Linked DNA regions of Mus musculus: region 2 is linked to region 1. Evidence: chromatin contacts called from public HiChIP or PLAC-seq data. All regions are on one chromosome and are shown on one strand. The core of a region is the stretch at or near the end of the contact, and the rest is flanking DNA. Distances in the headings are between cores, read along the strand shown. Region 1 overlaps Sorcs1 (sortilin-related VPS10 domain containing receptor 1). Region 2 overlaps Sorcs1 (sortilin-related VPS10 domain containing receptor 1).

What was found. HiChIP or PLAC-seq counts read pairs in DNA pulled down with a chosen protein or histone mark.
Region 2: an H3K4me3 HiChIP or PLAC-seq map of the 230-238 cell line shows a contact between it and region 1, with 5 times the contacts expected there. The contact joins two enhancer-like sites. A contact is called at or near these places in 1 of 15 datasets of contacts at CTCF or cohesin (pro-B cells), 5 of 484 Hi-C or Micro-C datasets (Sertoli cells, cerebellum, cerebral cortex and 1 more) and 3 of 115 datasets of contacts at active chromatin or transcription factors (the 230-238 cell line, astrocytes and large pre-B cells).

The regions. Positions count from the first base shown.
Region 1 is chr19:50,268,780-50,272,277 of GRCm38.p6, forward strand. The region is part of intron 6 of Sorcs1 (sortilin-related VPS10 domain containing receptor 1); the gene reads right to left. Among named protein-coding and RNA genes, the nearest start is that of Gm26629, 410 kb to the right of the region's middle. Within about 2 kb of position 1,687, at least 9 of the 459 cell types and tissues checked have an H3K27ac peak or open chromatin away from gene starts, as enhancers often do. A contact at or near this core is called in the 230-238 cell line, where this site is marked.
Region 2 is chr19:50,359,290-50,362,787 of GRCm38.p6, forward strand. All of the region lies in intron 3 of Sorcs1 (sortilin-related VPS10 domain containing receptor 1), which reads right to left. Among named protein-coding and RNA genes, the nearest start is that of Gm26629, 320 kb to the right of the region's middle. Within about 2 kb of position 1,607, at least 8 of the 459 cell types and tissues checked have an H3K27ac peak or open chromatin away from gene starts, as enhancers often do. A contact at or near this core is called in the 230-238 cell line, where this site is marked.

The DNA.
Region 1 (3,498 bases), core at 437-2,936:
AGCAAGAGGCATCCTATTACTTAACATTTACAGCAATTGTAGTAATAATAATAAAAGAAAAACCCACTGTATTGGGATATACTTGTAGTAAATAATGATATAGAATACTAGTCCCATGCAAGAAAATACCACAGACTCATGTGTCAATGATCTTGAACAAAGAAAACAAAAATAGACAAGAGAGAAGGGATGGTCTCTAAGTAGTGGAATATTCAAGTTCAGAAAGATAAAAATCAGATTTTTGTTTCATATCACATATAAATAGCAACTCAAAGTTTATTGAAGATTTTTTTAATAATAAAACACTGTGTTTATTCAAATATCATGCCTAGCTCCTAACACATTTGGTCCCAGACTAATCACTTCATTCCACAGCATCCCCATTACCTTCTTTTCTTTTTTTTTCTTTTAGAAGTTTTGTTTTTTTAATTAGGTATTTTCTTCATTTACATTTCAAATGCTATCCCTAAAGTCCCCCATACCCCTGCCCCACTCCTCTACCCACCCACTCCCACTTCTTGGCCCTGGCATTCCCCTGTACTGAGGCATATAAAGTTTGCAAGACCAAGGTGCCTCTTTTCTTAATGATGGCTGACTAGGCCATCTTCTGCTACATATGCAGCTAGAGACACGAGCTCTGGGGGTACAGGTTAGTTCATATTGTTTTTTCCACCTATAGGGTTGAAGACCCCTTTAGATTCTTGTACTTTCTCTAGCTCCTCCATTGGGGACCAAAGCTTCTGTAAGGTAAAAGACACTGCCAATAAGACAAAAAGGCGACCAACAGATTGAGAGAGGATCTTTACCAATCCTAAATCAAATAGGGTACTAATATCCAAAATATATAAAGAACTCAAGAAGATAGACTCCAGAAAATCAAATAACCCTGTCAAAAAATGGGGCTCAGAGCTAAACAAAGAATTCTCACCTGAGGAATACTAAATGGCTGAGAAGCACTTGGAAAAAATGTTCAGTATCCTTAATCATCAGGGAAATGCAAATCAAAACAACCCTGAGAGTCCACCTCACACTAGTCAGAATGGCTAAGATAAAAAATTCAGGTGAGGATGTGGAGAAAGAGGAACACTCCTCCATTGCTGGTGGGATTGCAGGCTTGTACAACCACTCGGGAAATCAGTCTGGCGGTTCCTCAGAAAATTGGACATAGTACTATCGGAGGATCCAGCAATAACTCTCCTGGGCATATATCCAGAAGATGTCCCAACCGGTAAGAAGGAAACATGCTCCACTATGTTCATAGCAGCCTTATTTATAACAGCCAGAAGCTGGAAAGAACCCAGATGCCCCTCAACAGAGAAATGGATACAGAAAATGTGGTACATTTACACAATGAAGTACTACTCAGCTATTTAAAACAATGAATTTATGAAATTCCTAGGCAAATGGATGGACCTGGAGGGTATCATCCTGAGTGAAGATTTCAATGTTAGTACTGATGTTGGAGTCCACCAAAAGACCCTCATTCACAAAGATTACAGAGACTGCCATCACTGCAAACTGAAAGAGGATTTTTATTGATCCAATGCATTGGGACCCCCCCCCCCCAGCATTCAGGCAAGAGGAGAGACTCCTAACAAACAAAGAAAACACTTTTTATACCGTGTAAGGGGCAGATTCAGGCAACAGGGCTAGCTGGCTGATTCTAATTTGTGTAGCAAGTAACCTTTTCAGGCATTGGTTGGTTTGTACCTTTGGCCTAGTGACTCACTCTGCCTGCCCTTATGGTGGGTTATTCAACAAAGCAGCAGTACATTTTGAAGTTATGGTTCAGCTATTAACATCACAACTATTAACGTCATGGGGAATTCTAGAGACAAGGTCGGGGCAGTTTGTGGTTTTTCTCAGAATTCAGTGTGGGGCAGGGTAGGAGAATTTTTCTGGGAACTGCTAATCTTGTTGTGGAAGCTGCAGGCTTAGTCTGGTCTTTTTGACCCCTATACTATATAGTTTGGAAAGTCCCTTCAGAGGGGGAAAGGGCTAGGTAGTCTTGAATTTATTTTGGGTTCTACACTGATACAATAAAAATACTAGAAGAAACTACAGGTGTAGATTTTAATCCAGCAACATGGCTATTCTGGTAAGGGAATCACATCCAAAGACCTAGGTTTATGTGTTCTAGCTGGAATGCAGACATGCCAACCTTTAATCCCTCCAGTTGAAATACAGACACTCCCTTAGTACACACCTTTAAGGTAAAATTAGTTTGTAGAAAGAAGAAGCTTAGTTTGAAAGTAATTTTTAACTGAGGGACAGACAAGATGATGAGTAGAATAGGCCCAACTTTCACATGAACAGTACAGAAAAGATCAGTGCGGGGAGAGAAGATCAGTCGATTGGGAGTTACTGCAGTGAGTGCTGTTCAGTGGAGAGCAGTTAATTTCGTGAGTCCCTGAAGCTCAGCGCAAGTCAGCAGAGGCAGATGAAGCTAGAAAATAGAAGGAGCCAGAAAATCAGAACAAATTTCCAGAGTTCATTTGAGGCCAAGCAGAGCAATTCAATAAGAGACTGAGAGAAGCCAGGTTGATTCAGTCAGCTTGGAGAAGAGTTGGAGCCAGAAGAGCTGAGGTGAACCAGCCAGCCAGAGTTCAGAACGAACTAGAGAGGATGAGCTTATTCAGCAGTAAGCCTCTGAGGTGACAATTACATCTGGATAATGAAAGATATATTTACAACAGGGATTTTTGTTTGTTTGTTTGTTTGTTTGTTTACACCATTAGTCTGAGCATAGATTTTTCCAAAGCCAAAAAGAAATCATAGAACTGCAAAAAACCAGAAAGCCTCTCTATGTTAGAGAGAATAACAGCTACTGTAAGAAATAAGTTAAAGCCTGAAAGAAAATATTTACAAACCATACATCTGATAAAGAGCAAATAGTGAAACTCTGTGTAGGTGTCCCTTCAATAATAAGAAAGCAAATAACCAAGAAAGAGGCAGCAAGGGATACCTGTGCTTAGCCTACTCTTTCCTTGTTATGTACTAAGGGAGTCCTGTCAGGGGACAAGTGACAATAGAAGTGATCCAGTCTTCAACCTTAGAGTCACTGGGGGTGGACTTTGAGATTTTTAAAATTCAGTATCAAGGACAAAATCAATCTCTCTCTCTCTCTCTCTCTCTCTCTCTCTCTCTCTCCATCTCTGTCTATCTGCCTCTTTCTCTGTCTCTCACTCTCTCCCTCTCCCTCTCCCATTGCCTCCTGCTTGTGTATCAGTTGTAAGTGCTCAGCTTCTGATCTTACATCATGTCTGCCTTCCTGCCACCATGCTCCCCACCATGATGGTCATGGACTCACCTCCAACAGCAAGGCTACATGTCTTAATCCTTCTAAGATTGTTCTACTAACTAAGACCAAACATTCAAATATATGAGCCGATGAGGAACATTCTCATTCAAACTACCACGGGCAGCATGTCCTTGGTAAGAGTTATCTCAAACATGTTCGACACTTATCTTCTAAGCAATGGGAGTTAGCCAATGATG
Region 2 (3,498 bases), core at 357-2,856, 90 kb after region 1:
GTAAACTTCTGTTCTCATTTTGAAATCCCCTTTGCTCTATGGATAGCAATTTCCAAGTACATATTTTTGGAGTAACAACTTTAAAACAACGAATATAAGAAATCTCCTCCTTGCTGTATTAGTTTCTCCATTTTCATGTTTTTCTTTCATTTTTATATTTTTGCATCTCAACCAATATCCTTTTTGTTTTTATATTAAAAAAAAATGACCTCCATCTGCCGGCATGCTGGATAAGGTTAGGCATCAACTGAGCTACCACCTTAGTCCTGACCCATATTACTCAACCATCTCTTTTCATGGATGGTTGCCTTTTCTGGTTTTAAAAATAATGAGAGACAAGAAAGCCTGCATTTTCTCCTTTTCTAGATGACATGAGTTCTAGATTCCAACACAACCTCTGAGATAAAATACAAGCTACTATGCAAATGAGAAGAAAAAAAAAGTAATTCAAATCTCTTCACGTAGTCCTCCATGCTTGGGCTTTGGAGTATAGACTTTATAGTTCATCTTAGCCTGTCCTAAGATCTTTTGTCTCCAGCAGTTGTGCTCTTTTCCCTATAATAACATGAATAAGCTAGGTTCTGTGGATAGATAATCCTTCTTGACTACTATACTATGAGAGCTTCATTAGAAGACATACCAGAATAAACATTCAGTTTATTTTGTAAAGGCGATATTTGAAAGAGCAAAAAATCTGTGCTCGTAATAATCTCACAGTATACTCAGGGTTTAGCTATGGTGTGATTTGCCCCAACAGGACTGGAATTTGAAAGATGGCCACAGCAGAACTTAACCTTTGAAATTAGGGGGACTTAGAAGAGTCTGCTGACTTTGCACATCAATGGAGAAGTTTGCACATAACAAGGTAGCCTGTGGCGATCCAGACTCATGGCATCTGCTAAATGACTTTACCCTCTTTTGACTTTTGACCCCCAAAGTATATATATTTCTTGTTATATGTGCTATTTTATTTAATGACCATTATTCACACCATGATGTCTTCCACACAGCACAGAGAAGTCCACCCACCAGCTCCTGCACTGAGAGTGCTGGCTAGGATCTACATGGGGGAGCATCATCTGGGAGCACTGAGCTGGGATCTACAAGGAGGTGCATCATCTGGGAGCACAGCACTGGGACTTTCATGGGGAGCATCATCTGGGAGCACTGGGACTTTCATGTGGAGCATCATCTGGGAGCACAGCACTGGGACTTTCATGGGGAGCATCATCTGGGAGCACTGAGCTGGGATCTACATGGAGGTGCATCATCTGGGAGCACAGTGCTGGGACTTTCATGGAGAGTATCAACTGGGAGCACTGAGCTGGGACTTTCATGGGGAGCATCACCATCTCACAAACCTTCCCACTTTCCCCAGTGCAGGAGGAGAACGTTTCCTTCTTCCACCATTCACTCAGACCCTTTCTATCCCAAATAACATTTTCCGCACCATGTTTTGGTCTGGTTGTTGCAAAATTTTAAAGTTCAGACAAAAGACTAAAAGGAAATAGAAAGAATAGAAAACTTGTTCAGAGAAAAGCAAGAGGGTCTCAAAGCAGCTTTCCGCTTCACTGCCAGTGGTAAAACAACACAGCGTGAGGTTCCAGGAAAGTCATGGGTTTGGTTTGCACTGTCTTGGCCTGGCCTTTCTTTTTTCTATCCCAAATAGTCAGTCTCTCTCTCTCTCTCCCTCCCTCCCCCTCCCCCTCTCTCCCTCCCCCTCCACCCCTCCCCCTCCCCCTCTCCCTCTTTCTCTCACATGCACACTTGAGCTCCAGTTGAGCTCTTGTGTTCCTCTCATTCTGGCATGCTCCTTCCCTACCTCTCTCTCATCTGCTGCTGGCATACATATATAATATAGGAATAAAATAATGGACTTAGAATAAAGCTCAGTGTTTAGAATGCTTGCCTAGTTTTTAAGAAGACTAAAGATCAATAAACAGAATATCAAAAATCAAGCATAATAAAAATAAATTACAGATGCCTTCGTTCACATAAAAAGTCCTAGACAAAAAAAAAAAAAAAATCTCCTCCAGGCTCACAGGCATTGGAAGTGAAGTTTGATCTTGTGTGCAGGGGCAGGAAGTGCTAGCGATGAAGGAACTGGCTTTTTTCCCCCCTTGGCTGAGATGCTCTGTAGCCAGACTGCCCTTTTGAGAAGCCAGCATGATCAGGCTGCTCTGGTCTCCTAGGAATACTTCCTCATCATGCCAGGCTCTCTCTGCTGGCCGTGTTTAATCCCACTTGTCTCTGAAGAAACTTGAAAGATACAACAGCCAAATTGCAAACAGGAAAAGAGTGACAGCCCAGCTTTGGCAACACTAGGGCAGAGGGAGGCTGAACCACTGAGTACAAAGAGAAAGGTTGATGGAGCATTGGGTGGTATCAAGCCATTCATTTCCACTACAGCCACCTCTCTCCTCCATATACATATACCTCTCATTAGCTCTCCTCCACTGGAAACACCCTCAGAGTCTACTGTGACTCTGCTTCTCTGAGAAGGGGAAAGAAACTTTATCGCCACAATCATGTATATGTGTTCTCACTCATGAGGTACTTCTGCTGTTGGTGGTTGTGTTTGTTACTTTAATTTCAGACAGATCTCCTGTTTGTGGTTGAGCTAGGAGAAGCAATATGGTTGAGGACTAAAAGGCACCTATGATGAATACCATGTTTGCATCACTGGAAGGTGATGGGAAGATTCAAATTCAGACATAGTTTACTGACTGTATAAATTGGTTTTTCACTCATCATCAAGATAAAATTTTAAGCCAGACATAATAACCCATGTCTTTCATCCAAGCATTTGTGAGGCAAATACGGAGAGATCTCTGTTAGATGGAGGCTAGCCGGGCTAACACAGAAAGTGTCAGACCAGCCAAGACTATCTAACTAGAACTTATCTCAAATAATAAAATAAAGAAGCTTCGAGGTGAACTTGAACCTCTCCCTTCTTAGTCAAGTAAGTGAGGAGGGTGGAGAGGGTCTTAGACTCGTAACATGAACTTACCTCAGAGACTGGAGATACTGAGGGGAGAGGGGACCAACAGCACAAGGTAGGGGTGGCTCATGGAGGAAGAGCAACAGAAAAAAATCTATGTGGGAAAGGTTACAATGAAACCCAGTATTCTGTAGGCTTGTTAGAAAAAAAAATAGTTAATGAAAGTTGCTTTTCTCTGGAGCTGGACTAAAGTCCTGGGCTTAGTCCCAGCATGGTAAAACCAAGCCAAATTTAATAAAAATAAGCAGAAATATCAACAACTGTAAAAAAAACATTATTCTTAACAGTCTGCACTTAAAGGAATGATAACCCTTTTTTTTTTTTTTTACTAATTTCCCAGTGCCTTGCTTTAGAGTTTTGTTCTCAAATCTGTTTTCTTTCTTTCTTCTTCTTTTTTTAAATCGCTGCATGTGTTTTGTATTGTTCAAGTTTCTCTCTCAAGGGCTCTCTGAATAGCTGCCTCTAATAAGCCTGGGTGGGAAGCCCGTGTTTCAAAC